Linked DNA regions of Ovis aries: region 1 is linked to region 2. The links are chromatin contacts, called in public Hi-C maps. All regions are on one chromosome and are shown on one strand. The core of a region is the stretch at or near the end of the contact, and the rest is flanking DNA. Distances in the headings are between cores, read along the strand shown. Region 1 holds the start of RHOBTB3 (Rho related BTB domain containing 3). Region 2 overlaps SPATA9 (spermatogenesis associated 9).

The links. A called contact is a pair of places that touch in the nucleus more often than the background predicts.
Region 1: a Hi-C map of muscle shows a contact between it and region 2, with 2.6 times the contacts expected there. The contact joins the promoter of RHOBTB3 here to the enhancer-like site in region 2. A contact is called at or near these places in 5 of 16 Hi-C or Micro-C datasets (hypothalamus, liver, muscle and 2 more).

The regions. Positions count from the first base shown.
Region 1 is chr5:92,674,058-92,680,458 of ARS-UI_Ramb_v3.0, reverse strand. It overlaps RHOBTB3 (Rho related BTB domain containing 3), which reads right to left and starts at 4,830. Exons shown (of 12, transcript XM_015096203.3): 1 at 4,178-4,830; 2 at 3,796-4,021. The coding sequence starts at 4,179. SPATA9 (spermatogenesis associated 9) reads left to right here and starts at 3,791. Exons shown (of 8, transcript XR_009600739.1): 1 at 3,791-3,939.
Region 2 is chr5:92,625,920-92,631,893 of ARS-UI_Ramb_v3.0, reverse strand. The region is part of intron 5 of SPATA9 (spermatogenesis associated 9); the gene reads left to right. Among named protein-coding and RNA genes, the nearest start is that of RFESD, 21 kb to the right of the region's middle. Within about 2 kb of position 2,378, at least 18 of the 54 cell types and tissues checked have an H3K27ac peak or open chromatin away from gene starts, as enhancers often do. A contact at or near this core is called in liver and muscle, where this site is marked.

The sequences.
Region 1 (6,401 bases), core at 3,581-6,080, 46 kb before region 2:
TTATTGCGTGAACAGTGGTGTAAGAAAAATATCTGTATGCACCTTAAAACCATTGCTAAAATATGCATAAATGGCCTCCTACTTCCATTCTGGTTAACTATTAATCATTATTTGTCCTTTCATGTGGCCTTTGGTATGTACTCCTAGGATGTAATAATGCTAGATTAAGAAAATAGCTAGATGTGGCTGACAAGTCCAAAAAGCTGTTGGCCTATGAAAGTTTGTACTTTGAAGTATGAGTTCAAAACAGGGTTTCAATCACTTGTGACAGAGCTTTTATTCTGCTAGAAAATTCTGGAGAAGAGTCACGGCAATGCCCTTTGGCAGAGTGTCTTCTAAGCAGTACACCCCTATGCCCTGGCCAAGCCTCTCCCAGTTCCCTGCACCCTCACAACCTGCCCATTTCCAAAAGTATACTCAGTAACACGAATGACAGAATTTTTAGTTATGAATACCTTACCCAAAGTGGGACAGCGTTTTTAGAGGAAGACTTAAAAACGAAACAGAAGAAAAAAAAAAAAAAAGCGGCCAACCATCGGGCTACAAACAGCAAAGGCAAAACCTTGAACATCGTGGAGGATGTAAGAAGAGGGAAAAGTGGAAAAGGACACAGATCAAGAAAATGTGAAAGCTTCCCAGCAGAGCTCTATGCTAATTTCCAAATCCCAAACCACAAAAACCCATTCAGTTCCAACTGTATCTGGTATAGTATTCAAGCTCAAAGTGTATAAGTACAACAGGGTATGGAAGCACAGTAAAGAAAGGGGACAAAGTCAGATGAGTGGGACGAACAAACGAAAGAAGTGGGAGCAATATCAAGCAGCCGTTTAACTCTGAGAAAACAAATCCAAAGTAACTGCTCTTTGCATTCCAAATGGTTCAAAATTCCAGAATACTGGAGAGGTGAAGAAGGAAAGAGGAGACACGTAAGGGAAAATATTATGAGGAAATGGGTTTTGGCTTCATTAACTCTGTGGTATTGAGGATATAAAGACTATAACTAATTTTACTTTTTAATGCAAATCAGAGCTTCAAACCCTGCACAAGAAATGTGTGCATATATTACTTCACTGCTTTTTATGGAATATTTCTGGTAAACAGGAAAAGAGCTAGAAATGAAATAATAAATATTTTTAAAAAACATGGATTTGAGAGACATACTATTAATAAATAATAAGCTACATAAAATGAATTTGAAGCTCATTTATTTAAAGTGCCAAGTATAAATGGCAAAGATCCAGAGCAGGGCAGCAGACCTACAGAAGAAACCTAGGAAAGAGGAGCACAACTATCTCATTCTAACTCCAAGGAAACAACGTCACATTTCTTCAAACTATCTCAAAGAGAAAATGTTCCACTGATTTCTAGAAATACGAAGGAAATCAAATTCTCCCAACCCTCATAAATCAGTTCCAGGATTTCCTCAGGATAGTTATGCAACACAAGGCTTGGAGCCACAGCTGGGGAATGGAACTCATCTTTTAAAAGGAATCTGAATTTTTACAATGAAACAACAATTCCATTGTACTTGGTTGTGGGGCTGCAATACAGCATCTATTAATACCAAGTACTAACAAGCTGCCTATGTGTTCTTGTGTGTAAATCTTGAATGAGATGTAGGAAAACTTTACTTTTGCTTAGTGTAAGCAATACATGGCTATGTTAAAGTTGTGATAAATACTTTATTATTATCATAGCTACCACTTATTAAGTATTTACTACATACCAGTCTGGATGCTAAGAACTTTACACTATTCTCTCATTTACTCTTTGGCATAGTTCTAGCGGGGGGTGGAGGGGTGATTATTATGTTTATTTTACACACAGAGAAAATAAGGCCAAAAGAGGATGAGTGACTTTACCCAGGAACACAGCCACTAAGTACCAAGGTGAGGATCTGAAATCAGGTCCTTTTGATAGCAAAACTTGTGCTCTATCTGCTTTGCTGTGTTTAATATTCTGATTCAGTACATGTCAAATACCAGCTGATGAATACAATCAACTTTCATACCTCCAACGGGCTTTTACTTACAACCTAGAGAAGAAAAGCATCTTTTAAAGAGTAGCTCTACAAACACATTCTACTATGCCTGAAGACCATTATAACCCAGAAAACTGTGCCTGGTTACATACAAACTCAATGCCTTAAAAAGGGCCAGAGTTAACCAAACAAAGGTGATTAGAATAATAAAACATAACAATCAAAAATCTAGACGACAAAGGTTAATTTTAACTGATTTGGAAGATTTCATTTAGTACAATCCATGGGATCACAAGCACTGCTTTTTGTTAAATTATTAATAATAACATCAACAGGAGTTAACTGCTCAAAAAAACAAAACAAAACAAAAAAAACAGGAAAGGTTATCCTAACATCCTAATTCAGCTTATTTTATTTCCCCTCCATTTATTTACTCTATTCACTCAATATTTGTCCAACTGAGTGTAGACCCAGTAAGTTTTTAGATTGTATGATTTTTCACAATGAAATGATCAAAGGGGAAGAAGGGTTTCATTTGTTTGCATGGACTCCAGCCAGTAAGTTCTCTACCCATGCTTCTTATGATCAGCATCATCAATGTCGTAATTAGGAGTTTAATAGCCTCCCTGTTAGACTGAAAAGGCCTGTTTTTCATTTATTTTAGTCTACTAACATAAATTTACTTTTCAGCTGAAAATTTATTTGGACAAGTGATCTTTTCTTTCTGTAATATGGAAATCCGCATAAGAAATGTTTTTACAGACATTTTATACATTTCTTTGGAAAGGTGTATCCTGTCTTTGTATAGGTGTAGCCTATAGTCCCTAATTCACTTTTCTTAAACTGTGGTTTAAATGTAAACCTCACATAAAGATAATCTCTATTTTTTTTCAGACCTTAAACCTTCTTCTGTTATAAAATATAACACTTAGCTGCAATGTAGATTCTATACTAGTAAAGACTCAGAAACTTTGAAATAAGATTACATGAAAACATTCTGGATGCTACTGCGTACTGAAAAACATTTATACCATCAGGATGTAGATTTCTTTCTTCTTTTATCACTCAAGAATTAGACTAGCATTTATCAACTTCATTACAATTTCTTCTAATCATCGCAAATTTTAAAGCTTTTTTCAAGTCCCAAAATAGTATCAGTAATATTTCTGATTTACGGGTCAGGAAAAAGAAATGGCTAAATATATCAGGAACATCTGCACTATTAAAATTAAAAACTAATTAAAAATTTTTTCAAAGTGCTATAAACGAGTTGTTTAAATTTAATTCTCAGTCCCTGACTTTCCCCCTCCTTTCCAGGGGTCCTATTTCTGAGCGGGCCCCCAGTGAAATGTATTTTGGCTCTGTTGAGCTTTCAGAGATCTTTATTTTTAGAACACTCATATTACTATATCCCCCACACAGGATAGGCAAGAAGAAGAAAAAAAAAAAAAAAACCCACTGCTCTCTGCTGGTGAAACTTAATGACCCGCGTCCCTTGGGGTTGGGACATTTAAGGGTTAGCTGTCTTAACCAAGAGACAACCCACAATCGTGAAACGTACGCCTAAGTGCTTCATATTCTCACTGGAGCTTTTTTTTTTTTTTCTTTTTTCTTTTTTGCCTTCTAAGAGTGTTCTTTGATTAGGCTGGCCCCTGCCCCCTGAAACGAAGGACCAAAGACTTTCCCCAAAATGTAAAAAAAAAAGAAAAGAAAACTCTCCCCCGGTGACCCGGACGTTGACATTCATGAAATGGGGGGGGGGGGGGGGGGAGAAAAGAAAGAAAAGGAAAGGAAAGCTCCGTCAGCCCCCTTACCCAGACGGGACAGTCGTGGACCACCAGCTTGACGTTCCCAAACGCGCTGGCCTGATACTCGGTGAACACGGGCCGCGCGGCCGCGCCGCTCGCGCTCAGCAACAAGCTGCTCTCGTCCCCGGAGACCAGCGGGCTTCTCCCCAGGTAGGCGCGGATGAGCCCCGACGGCCGGCTGTCCTGGTGGAACGCGTCCCCCTCGTTCCCCAGCGCCACGATGTGAATGGACCTAAGGCGGCCGAGACCAGGGGGAGAAGAGGCGCGTGGTGAGCGCGGGGGGCAGCGCGCGGCGAGGACGGGCGCGCGAGAGCCCCCCGGGCCCGGGGTGGGGCGCACGGCACGCGCCGGAGCTGGAGACCAGAGCGGGCCCGCGACGCGTACGTACATGATCTCCAGTCCCCCGGGCCCGGGCGGCGGCGCGGAGAAAGGTCGGCTCCTCGCGGCCTGCGGGGGGCCAGGCGGCGGCGTGGTTTCCGCCCCCCGCCACCACCACGCGCGCCCCCCAGCAGTCAGCTCATCCCGGGCCGCGTCTCCCCCTCCTCGCGCGCCTCCCGCGCGGCGCGGCCGACGCAGAGCGGGCGGGCGAGCGAGCTCCGGGGGCCGCGCGCGCGCCGCCAGCCAGTCAGGAAGTGCCGGGGCGCATCCCCGGGGCGGGGGGCCCCGCCGTCCCCGCTGCCGGGCCCCCGCCGCCGCCGCGGAGACTCGCCGGGCGCCGCGCTCCCCCGGCCGGGCGGCCCGCCGCCGCGCCTCCTGCTTCTGGCTCAGCGGCGGGTGGGGGAAAGCCGGGCCTCCGCCCCCCTCTGCGGGCCGGGCGGCAGCCGCACGTGCCGGCCTTGGAGAGGGGGGTGTCCTCGGGCGGACGCGGGGGCCTCGCTGCCCGCTGAGGCTCCCCCCCGAGCCGGGGCAGCGGCGGCGGCGGCGGGCGGGATACAAAGGAACGGCCTGCGCGGGGCGCCGCGGAATATAAATTAATAAATACGACGCCCCGGCCCGAGAGCTCCCGGTCACCAATCCGCCTGCAGCAAGTTTGTTCAACTCGAAAGGCTGTAACCGGAGCCGAGCGGGGGAAAGGGGGTGGGGGGCGGGGTGTGGTGATGGGGCGGTTGCGGCCCCTGCTCCCTAAAGACTAGGGGGTAAAAAAGGGTAAGGGAAGCCAGGGAATCCAGCCCCCGGCCGCTCCAGCAGCCCCCCCTTTTTTTCTACCCTCTTCTTGGCCTTGACCAAAAGTGTTTTTACCAAGTCTGCCGCTTGGTCATTTGTCAACATGTAGTACAGCTGTTTTCTACAATCATACTTGCGAGAGAAAAAAAAAGAAAGGCAACATTCATCGTGGTGCAGAAAGGGTTCTTTGTTCACGCACCAATTAATTCGCGAACGTCGCTTCTCGGGAGGATTATTTACTACTTCAAGCTATATTTGGCATCTTTTTTGACCAAAAGCCGAAGGATTTTGTTTTGTTTTGTTTTAAGTGTTGAGGTTCTGATTGTGATAGCTGTAGGAAGTCGTTACGCGTGAGGTTGTTTAACGTGTTTACAGACCAAATGCGAGCTTACGTGGGGGATTTTTCGGTACGCATTATGGCTACATGTTTAATAATAGCTCCTCAGACCAGCTGGAAAAATAACGATCATGCTAATGCAAGGATACTTTAGATTCTTTCATGATAACGCCTTGAACTAAAGGCTGTGAGTGTCCCCAAAGGGCCTCAAACTGCCTCGTTGCAAGTGAACACTGGAATCCATTGCGAAGAGGAGCCAGAGTTTACTCTGGGGCTCTGCCTCTCCATAAACATGAAAATTCTCGCAAGTGCTCCGTGTTGAAAGAGTTCTTGTTTATCCCTTTATTTATTTTGCCCTGCTTTAAAATGTTGCTGTTTCTTTTCTCAACAGAACTATTTTCAGGCTATGAAACAGGAGGTGCTGAGTAGGGCAGTTAAAACCCTAGGGTGAGAGGCGTTTGGAATGTGAGCAGCTTTTTATTGTGGGCCCCGGTTGCTCAGTTGAAAGGGGTTTAATAGTTTCTCGTGCCCAGATAGAGTATAATGGGGGGCATTCTTTACCTAAGGCACTGATGTTTAAAAATCGTATTTCCCTTTGCACCCAGTATAGTTTCTCTTTTAGTCTCTAGAAGCACCCCAAAATAGTACAAGATCATCTTTTCTCATGGGTCATCAATCACCACCAGTAACCCCAAGTCGAAAGCAAAGACACCGGAATGGTTGAACAGATACAGAAAATGTGGTATATACATAGAAATAGTATTCTGTCTAAGAAAAGAGGGAAATCCTGTCACATGTTGCAACATGAATGAATCTTGAGGGCAATAAGCTAGTCATAGAAAGACAAAGACTGCATTATTCCACTTACATGAGATATCTCAGGTAGTTAGACTCTTAGAAAGCAGAATGCTAGTTTTAAGGGGGCTTCTGGAAGAGGAAAATTTGGAGTTCAATGAGTGTGGAGTTTCTGTTTTGTAAAATGAAAATGTGAAATGAACTATTGCAAACAAGGTGCATGTGGTAATGTGCATTTTTAAATGGTGACAGTGGTTAATGTTGCGTTTAGTGCATTTTACCACGAGACAGAGAGAGAGAGTTAGAGTTGCTGGAA
Region 2 (5,974 bases), core at 1,129-3,628:
CTTCTGGCCTTGAGGATACAACAGTTTCTCTAGAGAATTTTGCTTGTGCTCAGGAGGGGTCAGTCCCTGGTAGAGACCTGCTTTCTCACCTTTTTGGTCTGGCTGCCGCTGCTGCTAAGTCACTTCAGTCGTGTCCGACTCTGTGCAACCCCATAGATGGCAGCCCACCAGGCTCCCCCGTCCCTGGGATTCTCCAGGCAAGAACACTGGAGTGGGTTGCCATTCCCTTCTCCAAGGCATGAAAGTGAAAAGTGAAAGTGAAGTCACTCAGTCGTGTCTGACCCTCAGCGACCCCATGGACTGCAGCCCACCAGGCTCCTCCGTCCATGGGATTTTCCAGGCAAGAGTGCTGGAGTGGGGTGCTATTGCCTTCTCCATTGCAGCTCTACAAAGGGCTGACCTCACCTCATGCACATCCAAGTCTCATCTTCATTCTGTTTATTAAAACTCAAGCCCTCAGTCCTTATTTCAGGATCCAGTAACATCATCATTCCTGAGACATGAAATCACACACTTACTGCTTGGCTTTTAGTTCCTGACATGGAAAGATTTATCCCTTCCTTCCTCCTCCTCTTTCATGTTCTGTAAACTTAGTCTCGTATTACATTTTTGGAGTTTGATTTATATAGAATTTATAGGGTGGTTTTTTTGTTTTTTTGGTTTTTTTTTTTTTTGGTGAGAGGTTCCCCACTAGCTCAGTCTGCCACATTGCTGGAACCAGGTGTCCTTCAGGTTTACTTCTTAATATCTTTTACAGATTTATAAGATGGTTAACTTTCTTTTTGGAAGTGAAATGTAATTCTACCCTTTTTCACTTACTTAATGAAGATTTACTAAAAATGACATGTAAAATTACGTATGGGTACTCAGTTCAGTTCAGTCGCTCAGTTGTGTCCGACTCTTTGTGACGCCATGAACCCCAGCACTCCAGACCTCTCTGTCCATCATCAACTCCTGGAGTTTATCCAAACTCATGTCCGTTGAGTCGGTGATGCCATCCAACCAGCTCATCCTCTGTCATCCCCTTTTCCTGCCCTCAATCTTTCCTAGCATCAGGGTCTTTTCCAATGAGTCAGCCCTTCGCATCAGGTGGCCAAAGTATTGGAGTTTCAGCTTCAACATCAGTCCTTCCAGTGAACACACAGGACTGATCTCCTCTAGGATGGACTGGTTGGATCTCCTTGCAGTCCAAGGGACTTTCAAGAGTCTTCTCCAACACCACAGTTCAAAAGCATCAATATTTCGGCACTCAGCTTTCTTTATAGTCCAGCTCTCACATCCATACATGACTACTGGAAAAACCATAGCCTTGACTAGATGGACCTTTGTTGGAAAAGTAATGTCTCTGCTCTTTAATATGGATTCATAAATGTCCTGTGGACTAGAGGGATGATGGGCAAGTAAGCCGTGGCCACTGGGTGTACCGAGTGCATGATGGAAGTGTGCAGAGTGGATTATGGAAGCAACAACAAGGGGGATATAATTCCTAAGAGCAGTCGGTGTAGTCTTCCTAGAAGATGATATTGGATCTGAGGCTGGGAGGAAGGGAAATTATCCCAGTGAAGTAGTAGGAGAATCATTTGAGAAAGTAGACAATTAAGAAGCTGAGGCAAGAGCATGACTTACGTAGAAAATGTAAGTAGTTCCACAAGGCTGAAGTGAGACAAGTGGCAACAGTCCCAGGTCAGAGCTTCTGGGGTCCTTGAGGGTTAGGAGTGAGGAGGAAGCTTTTCTTGGGTAATGTGTATTAGCTAGGGCAGAGATTCGGAATTGCCACTGAAAGGAACCAAAGTTGTAGCAAGGAAGAAAGCAAATATCAAATCTGAAAGTCTCAGTGAGGATAGACATAGAAGTGTGAGCAGTGAAGTTTAGTGGCCTGGAGAATCCGAGGAACAACAGACAAATGTGTGAGGTGCAGTGGAGGTCAGTGGGTTGGTCTGTGAATGGAATGTATCCATGGCACCCAACTGTGCCGAGGGGTCAATGGCATATCACAGAGTTCAGCTTACCCAGAGTGGACTCCAGCCTGAATTCCTTCAAGAATGGTCAGGCTGCCTGTGTCAAGATGGAACTCTGTGGTGTGTGAAAATAAAAGGAGTGAAATGTGGAGAGTTGGGGTCAGGCCTGTCCAACTGGCTATCTTGCTGTGACACTTCCTTGGCACCTGGCTCTGTGGGTGCTGTCAGGCTGCTCCCCAAACCTTTCCCTGTTGTGCAGGGCTGAGGTTAGTGATGTATGCCTGCTTCTTCTGCAGGGGGCCTTAGGAATGGAAAACTGAGAATTTCTTGGTGATTTTCAGTATGCCCAGCAGCAATACTTACAGAATGCTGCGTCTGCTTAGCCTTGGAAGCTGCCTGCCCGAGTGAGGCCTGCAGCTGCTCTAGGCTGCAGTGACCTACATAGTCAGCTTGGAGGCTGACTTTAGCCAAGACACGTCAGCTCCCAGACATAGTTGCTGACTTTGGCACCCCAGCGCAGGGCCACAGGACCAGAAGCTCTGTCTATGGTAGAATCTTCTGTATAGTGACATTAGAGGAGTTTGGTTCTACTTTGTACACATTCTCTGGAGTGGCGTGGTCCAGAAATGGGCAAACTAACCTCTTAGCCTCAGGAGTGCCTGTGCCATAAGTGGACCCCAGGGAAGTGTTGCTCCCTTTTTCAGGATGAAGAATCACAGACGCTTACCTAAGTAAAGTTTCTTCCTCACCCCCAGCCCTCCAAGGTAGACTCTAGTTTGGGGTTTAAACTGTAAACCTCACAAATAGTGGGAACTTCTTTAGCTCCGTGAAGGCCTTGCCATGAGGCTATCTTGGGTGGTGTAATTCAAGACTGAGGGCTGGGGGGAGAAAGGACAATTCCTAGAAAGCAGAAGTATTAGAATCTTGAAGACATACTTTGGCAGGCTGGCCAAGAGGGTGAGATATTCGAGCTTTTATAAGACCACCCAATTAAGAGCTCATTCAAGGGTAATGCTGCACAGGCTGTTAATACTGGCATGCTGTTGTTTAATCATTAAGTCATGTTCCACTCTTTTGCGACCCCGTGGACTGTAGCCTGCCAGTCTCCTCTGTCCATGGGATTTTCCAGGCAAGAATACTGGAGTGGGTTGCCATTTTTCCTCCCCCAGGGGATCTTCCTAACCCAGGGATCGAATCCACATCTCTTACGTTGCAGGTGAATTGTTTACCACTGAGCTATCTGGGAAGCCCCAATACTGGGATAAACAAAGTCAGAAAGCTTTCTTTCCTGTGGATTGCTAGGAGTCTTCCCTGCATTCATGAGTACTGTGGGTTGCTAAGCAAATTCATGATCAAGTAGCTTTTCCAAACTTATAAGGAAACACTGTTTTCTGGACCTGTAAAAGCAGTATGTCTTCCAACACTTATTTGTGAATCACTGAATTAGACTGTCCCCTATAACTCCCTTCTTATTTCATCAAGATGGTTTGAGACAACATAAATTCTCCAACCTTCAGATCCATAGTAAGTGGATCTCTATTTTCTAAGCAGCTTATCTTCTGCTTTTTTGTGTGATTTATCTCATTGTTAGTGAAAATAAGTTGAAAATAGATATTTCTTCTATGAGACAAGGCAGTCAAAATTATACAGGAGAAGTAGAACATGAAATTATGTGGGAGGAATTTAAAACTGAAATGTTTTTACTGTTGAAATATCCATGTATCGTATATGTTAACATTACCAAATTCAAAAAGGAAATATATGGATATAATATTGATATCACAATACTTTTAAATGCAAATAAAATAAAAACATGTAACAACGAGGTTAAGATAAAATTTTTGAAACCAGCCAAGACAGTCTAGACAAAGCCTCCCTTTTTCCAAATTCCTCCAGTTTGTTTATCTCAGTTTTTGCCATATACTATTCCTGCTCATAGCAAACCCAAAATGAAACAGTGTGGTTTATAATATGAAAAACATGTATTGCAAGTGAGTCATAAAGTGGAAAAATGGCTACTTAGCCAGTGGCCACATACATTTTGGAGGATATGTATTTTTACAGGGGTGATTTATTATAGTAACAGCAAATATTTATTAAAAGCATTAAAATGGTAAAAAAAAAAAGTTACCCCCAGGCAATATACAGATTTGTCATTCAGAAGCATAACATATATCAAATACATATTTATTTCTAAACTAATCCATTTTAATTACTTTTAGGTGAAGGACAAAAATCTGAAAAAGAAAGATGCAGCAAAACAAAAAGAGTAATTTTCCTGGCGTGCAGACCCCATTTTTATTTTTATTGTATATGACCTAACAATTATTGGACCTTCCACTACATCCAGATATTCACAAACTCATGAATATTTTACTCTACTAGGAGGCATTCTGTTGGCATGTATCTGATTTCCTTCCTAATGTCTGCTCCCTCCTTACAGAGTTTGTCTCCTGTAGCCTAATAGTGGGACTCAAAGGCATGCTATCGATCCGAGTCTTTCAGCAAGAGTAAAACAGTAGCAGCAGCTTCATTTCCTGGAAGCGCTCTCCAAAGCCAGGAAGTCTGGGAAGTTTTCCAGACTGACTTGTGGAGAGAGTGGGCTAAAACTGCCCCTGCCTATTACTGTGTGTAGGAGCTGGCATGGCCTGAGGGTGGGGATAAGAAGGAAAACCCCCCTCACCCCTCCCTCCTCACCCCACCATCTCTCAGCTACTAGGCTAGATAGTATTCTTGGCTTCAGCATTCCATACATCACTTGAGAGGTGAAGGGAGATTGTGATGGACACCTTTGTTCTTCAGACTGAAGTGACTTAGCAGTAGCAGCAGCAGGGACAGCAGTAAGCAAAAACTCAGTACAACAAGCACTTAGAGCAGGACCTGGTATACAGGCCATACAAATGTCTGCTCAATGAAATGCTTCTTCAGAAGCACCATGTAAAAGGCTGCAATGTTACTACTGGGTGGATACAGCATAATTCACCTAGCCACTGCTACCATTGTTTCAGTTTTTCAGTGTTATAACCTTTTAATCCAACCAGTCCATCCTAAAGGAGATCAGTCCTGAATGTTCACTGGAAGGACTGATGTTGAAGCCGAAACTCAAATACTTTGGCCACCTGATGCAAAGAACTGACTCACTGGAAAAGACCCTGATGCTGGGAAGGATTGAAGGCAGGAGGAGAAAGGGATGACAGAGGATGAGATGGCTGGATGGCATCACTGACTTGATGGACATGAGTTTGAGTAAACTCCGGGAGTTGGTGATGGACAGGGAGGCCTGGCATGCTGCAGTCCATGGGGTTGCAAAGAGTTGGACACGACTGAGCGACTGAACTGAACTGAACATTTTAATGATCATATATATATATACCATTTTCATTTGTGTGCAATTTTACAGTATTCGTGCCTGGAAAATGCCACGGGTGGAGGAGCCTGGCAGGCTACATACAGTTCATGGGGTTGCAAAGAGTTGACCATGACTGAGCCACTTCCCTTCATTGCGCATTTGCATAACTTTATATTTACAGCGTATACCTTCTGGGAGTTTTTGAAGCCTCTGAGTGACTTGGCTCTTCAGAGAAGTATGACTAACTGCCCCTTCACTGATAAAGGGGAAGGGAATGTTCTTCCTACCATCATCATTTCATATCCTTATAGCTCAAAGCCACAGAGGTGGCCTCTAAGAGTTCCAGTTCCCTCAAACTGAATATATTGTGGTGAGGCAGGGACACATTCTAGAAGCTAGAAAAATCTGAGAGACAAATTCTTTATTAGTGTAAACCTCTACATTGCAAAAAGCATGCTGGATATGAGTGCAGAGTATTTGCTGAAGCTTAATGATCATCTAAGATTAATACTGGCCTTCAGCAGTCTCATGATTAACACTTCCAGGCAGGTCATTAAACTCCAGGAAATGCCCGGTATTTTCATTGCTGTTTGCTTAATTGAAGAAGTGAATAATTTAGTAAAGGATGACTACATGAATTTCAACAGACTGTTTTTCTAATAAGCAC